Linked DNA regions of Hordeum vulgare: region 2 is linked to region 1. Evidence: chromatin contacts called from public Hi-C data. All regions are on one chromosome and are shown on one strand. The core of a region is the stretch at or near the end of the contact, and the rest is flanking DNA. Distances in the headings are between cores, read along the strand shown. Region 1 has its middle 55 kb from the start of LOC123402652. Region 2 has its middle 100 kb from the start of LOC123402403.

Region 1 (5,701 bases), core at 3,127-5,626:
GCATTATTGATGAAATCTTGCAGATAGGATGTCAAAACATTGTTTCCTCGACGGTTTCCTTGAGGAAAGGTTGTATGTGATACAACCAAAAGGTTTTGTCGATCTTAAGGATGCTAACAAGTATGCAAGCTCGAGTGATCCTTCTATGGACTGGAGCAAGCATCTCGGAGTTGGAATATACGCTTTGATGAGATGATCAAAGTTTTTGGTTTTATACAAAGTTTATGAGAAATTTGTATTTCCAAAGAAGTGAGTGGGAGCCCTATAGAATTTCTGGTTAGTATATGTGATTGACATATTTTTTATCGGAAATTATGTAGAATTTATGGAAAGCATAAAGGGTTGTTTGAAAGGTGTTTTTCAAAGGAAAAACTGGATTAAGCTACTTGAACATTGAGCATCAAGATATAAAGAGATATATTAAGATGCTTAATAAAACTTTCAATGAAACGCATGCCTTGACAAGGTTTTCAAGGAGTTCAAAATAGATCGGATAAGAAGGAGTTCTTGGTTGTGTTGTAAGGTGTGAATTTGAGTAAGACTCAAAAGCTCGACCACGACAGAAGAAAGAGAAAGGACGAAGATCGTCCCCTATGCATTAGCCGTAGGCTCTATAGTATCCTATGCTGTGTACCGCACCTGATGTGTGCCTTGCCATGAATCTGCCAAGGGGTACAAAAGTGATCCAGGAATGGATTACTGGACAGCGGTCAAAAGTTATCCTTAGTAACTAGTGGATTAAGGAAAAAAAATTATCTCAATTATAGAGGTGATTAAAGAGTTCGTCGTAAAGGCTTACGTCGATGCAAGCTTTGACACTAATCCGGATGACTCTGAGTAGTAAACCGGATTCGTATAGTAGATCGGTCATTTGGAATAGTTCCAAATGGCACGTTGGTAGCAACACCTATAGGATGACATAGATATTTGTAAAGCACACTCAGATCTGAAAGGTTCACACCCGTTGACTAAAAACCTCTCTCACAAGCAAGACATGATCAAGCCCCAGAACTGTATGGGTGTTAGATTCATTACAATCACATAGTGATGTGAACTAGATTATTGACTCTAGTGCAAGTGGGAGACTGTTGAAAATATGCCCTAGAGGCAATAATAAATTGGTTATTATTATATTTCCTTATTCATGATAATCGTTTATTATCCATGCTATAATTGTACTGATTGGAAACTCAAATACATGTGTGGATACATAGACAACACATTGTCCCTAGTGAGCCTCTAGTTGACTAGCTCGTTGATCAAAGATGGTCAAGGTTTCCTAGCCATAGACAAGTGTTGTTACTTGATAACGGGATCACATCATTAGGAGAATGATGTGATGGACAATACCCAAACTATAAACATAGCATATGATCGTGTCAGTTTATTGCTATTGTTTTCTGCATGTCAATGTATTTGTTCCTATGACCATGTATCTGTTCCCGGACACCGGAGGAATACCTTGTGTGTATCAAACGTCGCAACGTTGCTGGATGACTATAAAGGTGCTCTACAGTTATCTCCGAAGGTGTCTATTAGGTTGGCATGGATCCAGACTGGGATTTGTCGCTCCGTGTGACGGAGAGGTATCTCGGGGCCACTCGGTAATACAACATCACAACAAGCTTTGCAAGCAATGTGACTAAGGAGTTAGTCACGAGATCTTGTATTACGGCACGAGTAAAGACACTTGCCGATAACGAGATTGAACTAGGTATGGAGATACTGACGATTGAATCTCAGGCAAGTAACATACCGAAGGACAAAGGAAACATCATACGGGATTAATTGAATACTTGATATAGAAGTTCAACTGATAGAGATCTTTATAGAATATGTAGGAGCCAATATGGACATCCAGGTCCCGCTATTGGTTATTGACCGGAGAAAGACTCATGTCATGTCTACATAGTTCTCGAACCCGCAAGATATGCACACTTGAAGAAGGATTGGAGGTGGACTCTTCCACCTCCTCCTAGTCCGGCCGAACCTCTAGAGGGTTTTTTGGCTGCCTCCTCCCCTCCCCCCTCCTATATATACTAGTAGATTTAGAGGGAAGAGCTAACCCTAATTGCCACGTGCTCCATTTACCTCATCTAGACCGGTTTCTCCTCTAGTCTAGTTCGGCGGTGCTTAGGCAAAGCCCTGCTGGATTAGTTCACCGCCACCACCACCACGCCACCGTGTTGGAGAACTCATCTACCTCTCCACCCCTCTTGCTGGATCAAGAAGGCGGGGATCGTCATCGAGCTGTACATGTGCTGAATGCGGAGGTGCCGTCCGTTCGGCACTAGATCGCGATGGATTGTGATGGGATCGCGAGACGGATCACGGGACGGGCTGCGATTTGAATCGCGAAGATGTTTCACTACATCAACCGTGTTATATACGGTTCCGCTTAGCGATCTACAAGGGTATATAGATTCACTCTCCCCTCTCGTAGATGATCATCACCACGGATAGGTATTGCGTGTGCGTAGGAAAAATTTTGTTTCCCGTGCAACGTTACCCAACAAATTCATAGTCTGAAAAGATGAATAGTGACATATGTTGAAAAGCTTCAAATTTGTCTTTTTTGCATAGCCCTCATTTCAATGTATTTAATTCTGAAAATTTAAACACTTATGTATTATACCTTCATCTATCTATGTATTTTTTTCAGAATTGTTTGAAATGTTGAAATACGAATTTTCATAAAATTTAAAGGCATCCATGAAGCTCGGCCTTCAAAAACAATGTCTGCTCATGTATGACATAACTTGGAGTGACTTTGTGGAAGTCCATGGAACGAGGACCCGACTTTTTTTTTGAACACAGTACAGACGCAAGTGATTATATACACGTACATACACTCATTCATGTGAACGTACACAGGCACACCCTACCCATATGAGCACCTTCGAGACACTGAGCTGACATGTCATCTTGAGATTTACGAAGTCACCGTAGACGCCTCGTCGTCGACGGGAAAGTCTCCTCCCACTAAAAGTGTATCGCCGGAAATCCTGAAGTAAATGATGACCAAACTTGAAGATTCTGCTACCCGTCTACATTACTATCATAACGTCATTATGCATACACCATTTAGCGCATTTGGTACTGAATTCTTTCTGAAAGCATTGTTAGCAAAAATAAGAGAAAAAGATTCGTCCAAACAAATAAGAGGAAACGAATGGTCCATCGTGGAACAGTAACCTAGATGCAGAGAACAACACTTGTGTGGAGAGAAATGTTTTGGGAGAATCTTGTTCACATGGGCGATCTCATTCAGACTGGGCCAAGAATAAAAGATGGGCGCGTGATGCTTACACCTGCTTGCTTTCTGCCATCCGTGGACTCATCTGCCGCTCACATGGATGGTGAAAATGAAAGCTTAATCAACTAAACCGAATTGGTTTGGAGCTTGGACACATGCGGCACAAGAAAAAAAATCAAGAGAAGCAACCCCCTTTTTTTGCAACAAAAAGATGCTTTTTGCGTGTGTTTATATGTCACGATGGCTCGTACTGTAACAGAAACAATTGGTGCCAAAAATACGATTTTGGTCTGAAGAAAGATAATGGTTTGGAGATTGGACAGATGCAGCACAAGAGAAGCAACTCTATTTGCAACAAATTAAAAGATTTTCTGCGTGTGTTTTTGTGTCACGGCGACTCGTGGTGTAACAGAAACAATTATGCCAAAATACTATTTTGGACTAAAGAAAGATAGTAGTTTGGAGACTGGCCACATGCGTCACAAGAAAATCAAAAGAAGCAACTCCTTTTGCAACAAAAAGATGTATTTTGCGTGTGTGTTTATAATGTGAGATCATAAAACGGTTTGCACTGAAGAAAAAAAATTGTTTGTTTATATTTATCCAAGGATATTTTGAGGACAAGTCTATTTTTTCAATTATATTACAACCGTTTCATAATATAGTGGTGTATTATTAGACAAGGGGAGCATTATCTAATGCAGAGAATCGTTGCCATTGCTCCAGACATGCTATCAACTTTCCATGTTATTTTAAACCAAGTATCACCTTTTTCATTTCTAGACCACTCGCCAGAATAAAGATGGTCGACGAGTGCTTTCTTTTCTTTCAGTTTTGCTTCTTCTGGGAATAAAGAAAAATTCTTCATGCTCCCTAAAGAAGGGCAAATTCGCCAAGATTTTCCTCCCCTTTTTCTTTGACAGATCTTTTCCCTTTTTTCAGTGCCACAAATATTCACGTGTAAAGTCTTTTTGAAAGCCCACAAGAGGAAAAGGCAGGGCTCAAACACTACGGTCCAGAATAATTTCCCAACAGAAAAGATCGAGGTACTACCTCCTGTTCGTTCCCATGCTATTTTTTTTTTCGCTGGTTTTTTCTGCTGCAAGTTCGGGGACCTCCTATTCGTCGCTCTGTGCGGCAACCCATCCGGGCTTCGCACAGGGCGACCCCCGAATAGGCCGGCCCAGTAGGTGAACAACGACTATAGTTTTTTCCCTTTTCTGTTTCTTTTCTGAAACTCAAGAATTGTTTTCTGAAAATGCAGAACAATTTTCTAAAAGCAAAAAACATTTTTCGAAATTGAATAACAATTTATTAAACTCCAGAATATTTTTTTGAATTTGGAACAAATTTTAAATTCCGGAAATTTTCTTAAATTCCGAAATATTTTTTCAAAATGCGCAAAATTTTAACAAATTCTGGAACATTTTTTCTAAATCTTGACCAGTTTTAATTTCCGGAACATTTTCTAAATTCCGTAACATTTTTTTCAAATTCCGGAAAAAACATTCAAAATCCAGAACATTTTTTCAAAATCTTGAACAATTTTTTCAATTCGGAAACATTGTTTCAAATTTTGGATCATTTTTTCAAATCCCAAAACATTTTTTAACAATCCAGAACATTTTTACAAATTCCGGCACATTTTTTGAAAATCCTGAACACTTTTTCAAATTCCGGAATATTTTTCCAAATTCCGAAACATTTTTTTCAAATTCCAGAACATTTTTTAAAAATTCAGAATTTTTTGGAAGCAGAAATAGAAAAAAAAAAAGAAACAAAAACAGAAACAGAAAAATGAAAAAAAAATGGTTCAGGGAACCTTCTAGAAGTTTTCCAAAACCGGAAAAAACGGTTGAAACTCTATAAGGTTCCCAAAACCGGGCAAGGCTCCCTCGCTACCTGGGACAGCCAATCCCCCAATCACTCGTCCACCTGCAAAGCCTCGACACCACTTCGCATATAACGGCAAATAGGATTTTCCCCAAGTTCGCGGGTGGTGGAGTGACGTTTGCAAGTTTATCTACTCCCTGTGCCTTTACCTCACAAAAAATCTTGGTTTTTTATGATAACTTGAAAGAGTTCGAGACTTTCGAAAAAGAATATTACAAATTAAGAAAAAACAAGAATAGAGCATTTTAAAAAACATGAATTTTACAAAGTCACAAATTCATGAGTTCGGAAAAAGCTCACGAATTCAAAAAACGAACACAAATTTAAAAATTATCCACAGATTTGAAAGTTCGTGCGTTTCAAAATGCTCATGAGTTTGAAAATGTTCATGAATTTGAAAAACATTGTGCATCCTAAAAGGTTCAGAAATTTATGAATTTAGGAAAATTCGCAAATTTGAAACAAAAAACGTGAATTTGAAAAAACTAGCATTAAAAATTAAAGAATGTTAGTGCATTCGAAATTAGTTCATAAATTTTACCAAATATATGC
Region 2 (5,548 bases), core at 371-2,870, 480 kb before region 1:
GTTTTGTAACAAGTGAAAAGAATTATGGAAATGCAAAAGTTTTTTAATATTTCTTCACACATTGTTTAAAACGAGATCATTTCCAGAAAACTGGAACATTTTATAAATTTTTATTTTTTTAAATAGAATAAGTATTCTCAATTTTTTTATAAAATTATGAATGCAGGAACATTTTTGAAATTATAGACAATTATTAATAAGGAAAAATATTTTTGAAAACTCACAAAATTTTTTTGAGATGAAATTGAATTTGTGAACAAAATTTTAAAAGGGGGACATTTTATTAAATTCCAAACAATATTTGAAAATAAATATTTTTCGAAAATTCCTGAAGATTTTTCAATGTGCAAACATATTTTATCTGAATAAAGTTTGGACATGGAAATGGTTATTTGATTTTTTTTAAACAGTACTTAAAATTACCAAACATATTTATCACAAAAACAATTACGAAAATGAAACAAATAAAAAGAAAACTGTTAAGACAGAAGGAAAAAGAAGAAAAACAGAACTAAACTTTCGAGAAGGTTTGCAGTACCGGAAGCAACGTCCAACTCTCCTAGCATAAAATGGACCGACCGGCTTGGTCAAGTTTGTGTGACGCGCCGACTACTTGACGTCACAAGAGCTATATTTCGCTTATACAAGACTATGTAGAATATATTTTGCTCCTAAATTTATTATATTTATTTTTTATATTTGGAAACATAAACAAAACTGAAAAGCAGCAAATAAAAAAGATGAAAAAGTACAAAGCAGAAAACGAGGTTGTGGCCTCCCATGCATCTGGACAGGGTCATCTTACTCCTCCTTCAGGCGAGGGTTTCCTCGGTGTTGCTAGAACTGCGGAATAGCAGTGCCCACTTGACGTAGATGGCATATATGACCTCCTACTCGCCGCGCATTGTGGCAAGGAGTCGCGCGCCGCACAGGGGTGGCGCCCCCGACAGGGCCAGCCCATCTTTGGATCTCCCCCAACTGGGCCGGTCCAACTTACTTTTTTGTTTCAAAAAAATTTAATAGTTGTTTTGATATTTTTTCCAAATTCTGGAATATTTTTATAAATTCCGGAACAATTTTTCCACAAATCCGAAACATTTTGACAAAAATTCCGGAACATTTCTTCAAATTCCAGAACATTTATTCAAAATTTTGGAACATTTTATCAAGTTCCAGAACATTTTTTCAAATTCTGGAATATTTTTTAAATTTCAGAACATTTTTCAAATTCCAGAACATTTTTGCAAATTCTGGTACACTTTTTCAAATTCCTGAACATTTTTTGCAAATTCAGAACTTTTTTGAAACAGAAACAGGAAAAAAAGAAACAAAAATAATAAATAATAATAATAAAAAACCGGTTCAAGGAATCTTCTTGAAACTTTCCAAAACCGAAAAAACCCGGCTAAGAAAGTCTATAATGTTCCCAAAACCGGCTGCCTGAGTGGGCTGGCCCAATTCACTCGCTTCAAGAGATGGCCTGTGCGAAAGTCCGATATTTTGATGCAATAAGCTTTAAATAGGATTTTCGGCATATATAATTTTCCGTCCACATCTCCTCTTGACGTTTCGGCCCGGTCTGTGTGAGGCCCATTGTATTAACTCTGACCCATGTGCAGACGGCTTGGGCCCCTTTTATTTCTCAAAGAAAAAAGTGTAGAAGGCGTGGTTGCACTTCAAAGCGAAATTACAGGTGGACCGTGAAAAGAATAATAAATGTCATTGCTTTATGAAATATGTGGTGTTATGCAAAGGTAGATACTCCCCTCATTCTCTTATACAAGGACACTTTGTTTTTCATGTCAAACTTTGACTTATAATTTTTGTCAGCAAAATATGGAGTATATGCCATAAAAATATATTATCGATAAGTTATTTGAAGTGTTCATCCAATGACATACTTTTTATGGCATATAACTCATTTTTATTGATAAAATTAATGGCCAAAGTTAGATATAAAAACATGAAGTGACCTCGTATAAACGAATGAAGTGAGTAACAATGTTTGTTTTGTTTTGAAACAAAATTGTTGTTGTGTATTGAGTGTAGCTCACAAGAGTTGAAGTCCTAAATTTGCATCGATGGCTACATTTTTCCGGATTTATTTTAACGATGACTAGGAAAACGTTTACTACGACTTTATCAACTTCAAAATATCATAGCGACTTACTATTTTAAAATGCTTATAGAGGTACGATGTGGGCGTGTAGCGTTGGTAGGGTCAAGTACACACGCATCAATACGTGTATGTGAGCGTCTAAACCAAAATGTTGTTTGAATCGTCAGATTTGACCAGACTAACTTAACCATCCAAGCTCAGGGCCCTGGGCCGTCGAGCCGAGCCGCGCATTGAATCCCCCGAGAGAGAGATAAATTCCCTCAAAAAAGAAAAGAAAAAAAGAGAGAGAGAGAGATAAATCCACCAGCAAACATCCCGCAGGGGATCCCTCCAAATCGGCAGAGAATTTAACAGCGTCGGAGGGGAGGGGAGGGGAGGGGACCATGGCCGGCCGAGCGAGCATCTCATGCCTTTTCTCACGTGCTCACCCTGTGGTCGGTCTGCTTCTGCCTGCGGAGGGCGCCTGGACCTGGAGCCGGACGGGCAGGGGCAGGGGCCTGGGCTCGACTGGGCCCAGTCCCACCATGTGTGCCGTCCCGACAGATCACTCAAGTTCGCTCGAGCACCGTCTAGCGTTCCTGGTCCCATACGGATCGGCGGCTTTCATTTCCGCTCCTGTACTGTGCTACTGTTCACCGGTGAATTCGAGGCACGCCTGAGTTCGAACGGATCAGCAGCCCGCGAGAGGCTGAAGTTTCACCAAACATGTGCTGGGGTTTTCAACTTTTTGAATGAAGCAGGTGATGTAACATGGGTCAAAAGCCCGGCCCGGGCCGGACCCTCCTCACGCCACCCGGTAGAATTGACATGTGGACAAAACAAATTCATAAACTAGATTGTGTTTAATTTTTTTACTCGGCTGATCTTTGTCTGTGACGCCCGACAGTCAGACACCACACTACAGTGTGTGACGCCTTAGGTAAAGACGTCACACCCTGACCATGCTCGCGCCTTGTGGCGGCCGACCCCACCCCAGCAGTGTGGCGTCTAAGTGAAAGGCGCCACACATGTAATGTGTGACGTTGAGGCCTTAGACGCCATGCTGGCACTTATGAGACCCGCGTGCCGGCTTTCCCCACCCCCACTCCATTCACCTCCATCAACCAGAACACATAGAGAGGTCCCCCTCGAGTCCCCCTCTCTCCCTTTCTCAAATCCCTCCCCAAATCTTGCAGATCTGAAGGCTTGGTCGAGGGATTTGGAACTCAATCCATCCCTTCAGGTAATCTCCCCTCATCCCCCCTCTCATCCAAAAAAAATCTCATTTGCTCAACTTTTTTGTAAATTTAAGCAAACCCTCGTTCTTCATGAATTTTTGGATGTGGATGTTTTTGTTGCACTTGTTTGTATGTTAGGATTAGGGTTCTTTGTATGTAAGATTGAGGGTTGTGTTAGGGTTAGGGATATGTAATGTCAATGTTTACCTGCTCGGCGATAAGCAAATTCTTCTCGTTGGTGTATTGCTTGTACAAAATACTCACATCGCTCGTCACCTCCGATACCACGTCCCACTTGTATTACAGGTGATGGAACATGGGTCAAAAGCCCCGCCCAGGCCGGCCCGCCCTCACGCCACCGGGTAAAATTGACAAAATTGACATGTGGACAAAACAAATTCACAAACTGGACCGCGTTCAATTTTTTAACTCAGCTGACCCTTTTGTGTGATGCCCGACAGCCAGGCGCCACACTACACTGTGTGACGCCTTAGAAAAAGGCTTCACAACCCGGCCATGCTGGTGCCCCGTGGCGGGACGACCCCATCCCCCAGAAGTGTGGCGTCTAAGTGAAAGGCGCCACACATGTAATGTGTGATGCTGAGGCCTTAGATGCCACACTGGCACTTATGAGACCCGCGGGTCGGGCTCCTCCACAACCTCCGCATTCACTTCCACCAACCAGAACACACAGAGAGGCCCCCCTCGAGTTCCCCTCTCCCCCTTTCTCAAATCCCTCCCTAAATCTTGCAGATATGAAGGTTTGGTCGAGGGATTTGGAACTCAATCCCTCCCTTAAGGTAATCTCCCTTGATACCTCCCTCTCATCCAAAAAAATATATCTCATTTGCTCACTTTTTTGCAAATTTGAGCAAACCCTGGTTCTTCGTAAATTTTCGGATGTGGATGTTTTTGTTGCACTTGTTTGTATGTTAGGATTAGGGTTCTTTGTATGTAAGATTGAGGGTTGTGATGGGGTTAGGGATATGTAATGTCAATGTTTACTTGCTCGGTGATAATAAAATTCTTCTCGTTGATGTATTGCTTGTACAAAATATTCACATCGCTCGTCACCTCCGATACCACGTCCCACTTGTATTACAAGTGATGGAACATGGGTCAAAAGCCCCGCCCAGACCGGCCCTCCCTCATGCCACCGGGTAAAATTGACAAAATTGACATGTGGACGAAACAAATTCACAAACTCGACTGCGTTCAATTTTTTTACTCAGCTGATCCTTTTGTGTGACGCCTCACAACCACACACCACACTACACTATGTGACGCCTTAGGCAAATGCGTCACACCCTGGCCACGTTGGCGCCCCGTGGCGGGCCGACCCCACCCCCAGCAGTGTGGCGTCTAAGTGAGAGGCTCCCCACATGTAATGTGTGACGCTGAGGCCTTAGACGCCACACTGGCACTTATGAGACCCGCGGGTCGGCCTCCTCCACCCCCTCCCCATTCATCTCCATCAACCAGAACACAGAGAGAGGTCCCCCTCGAGTTCCCCTCTCCCCCTTTCTCAAATCCCTCCCTAAATCTTGCAGATCTGAAGGTTTGGTCGAGGGATTTGGAACTCAATCCCTCCCTTAAGGTAATCTCCCCTGACCCCCTCCCTCTCATCCAAAAAATATATATCTCATTTGCTTACCTTTTTGCAAATTTGAGCAAACCCTCGTTCTTCATGAATTTTCGGATGTGGATGTTTTTGTTGCACTTGTTTGTATGTTAGGATTAGGGTTCTTTGTATGTAAGATTGAGGGTTGTGTTGGGGTTAGGGTTATGTAATGTCAATGTTTACCTGCTCGGCGATAAGCAAATTCTTCTCGTTGGTGTATTGCTTGTACAAAATACTCACATCGCTCGTCACCTCCGATACCACGCCCCACTTGTATTACAGGTGATGGAACATGGGTCAAAAGCCCCGCCCAGGCCGACCCGCCCTCACGCCACCGGGTAAAATTGACAAAATTGACATGTGGACGAAACAAATTCACAAACTGGACTGCGTTCAATTTTTTTACTCAGCTAACCCTTTTGTGTGACGCCCGACAGCCAGGCGCCACACTACACTGTGTGACGCCTTAGAAAAAGGCTTCACAACCCGGCCATGCTGGTTCCCCGTGGCGGGCCGACTCCATCCCCCAGAAGTGTGGCGTCTAAGTGAAAGGCACCACACATGTAATGTGTGATGCTGAGGCCTTAGACG

The links. A called contact is a pair of places that touch in the nucleus more often than the background predicts.
Region 2: a Hi-C map of leaf shows a contact between it and region 1, with 4 times the contacts expected there. The contact joins two enhancer-like sites. A contact is called at or near these places in 4 of 6 Hi-C or Micro-C datasets (all in leaf).

Annotation. Positions count from the first base shown.
Region 1 is chr6H:33,938,801-33,944,501 of MorexV3_pseudomolecules_assembly, reverse strand. No RefSeq gene overlaps it. Among protein-coding and RNA genes, the nearest start is that of LOC123402652, 55 kb to the right of the region's middle. Within about 2 kb of position 4,376, at least 2 of the 3 cell types and tissues checked have open chromatin away from gene starts, as enhancers often do. A contact at or near this core is called in leaf, where this site is marked.
Region 2 is chr6H:34,415,968-34,421,515 of MorexV3_pseudomolecules_assembly, reverse strand. No RefSeq gene overlaps it. Among protein-coding and RNA genes, the nearest start is that of LOC123402403, 100 kb to the left of the region's middle. Within about 2 kb of position 1,620, at least 3 of the 3 cell types and tissues checked have open chromatin away from gene starts, as enhancers often do. A contact at or near this core is called in leaf, where this site is marked.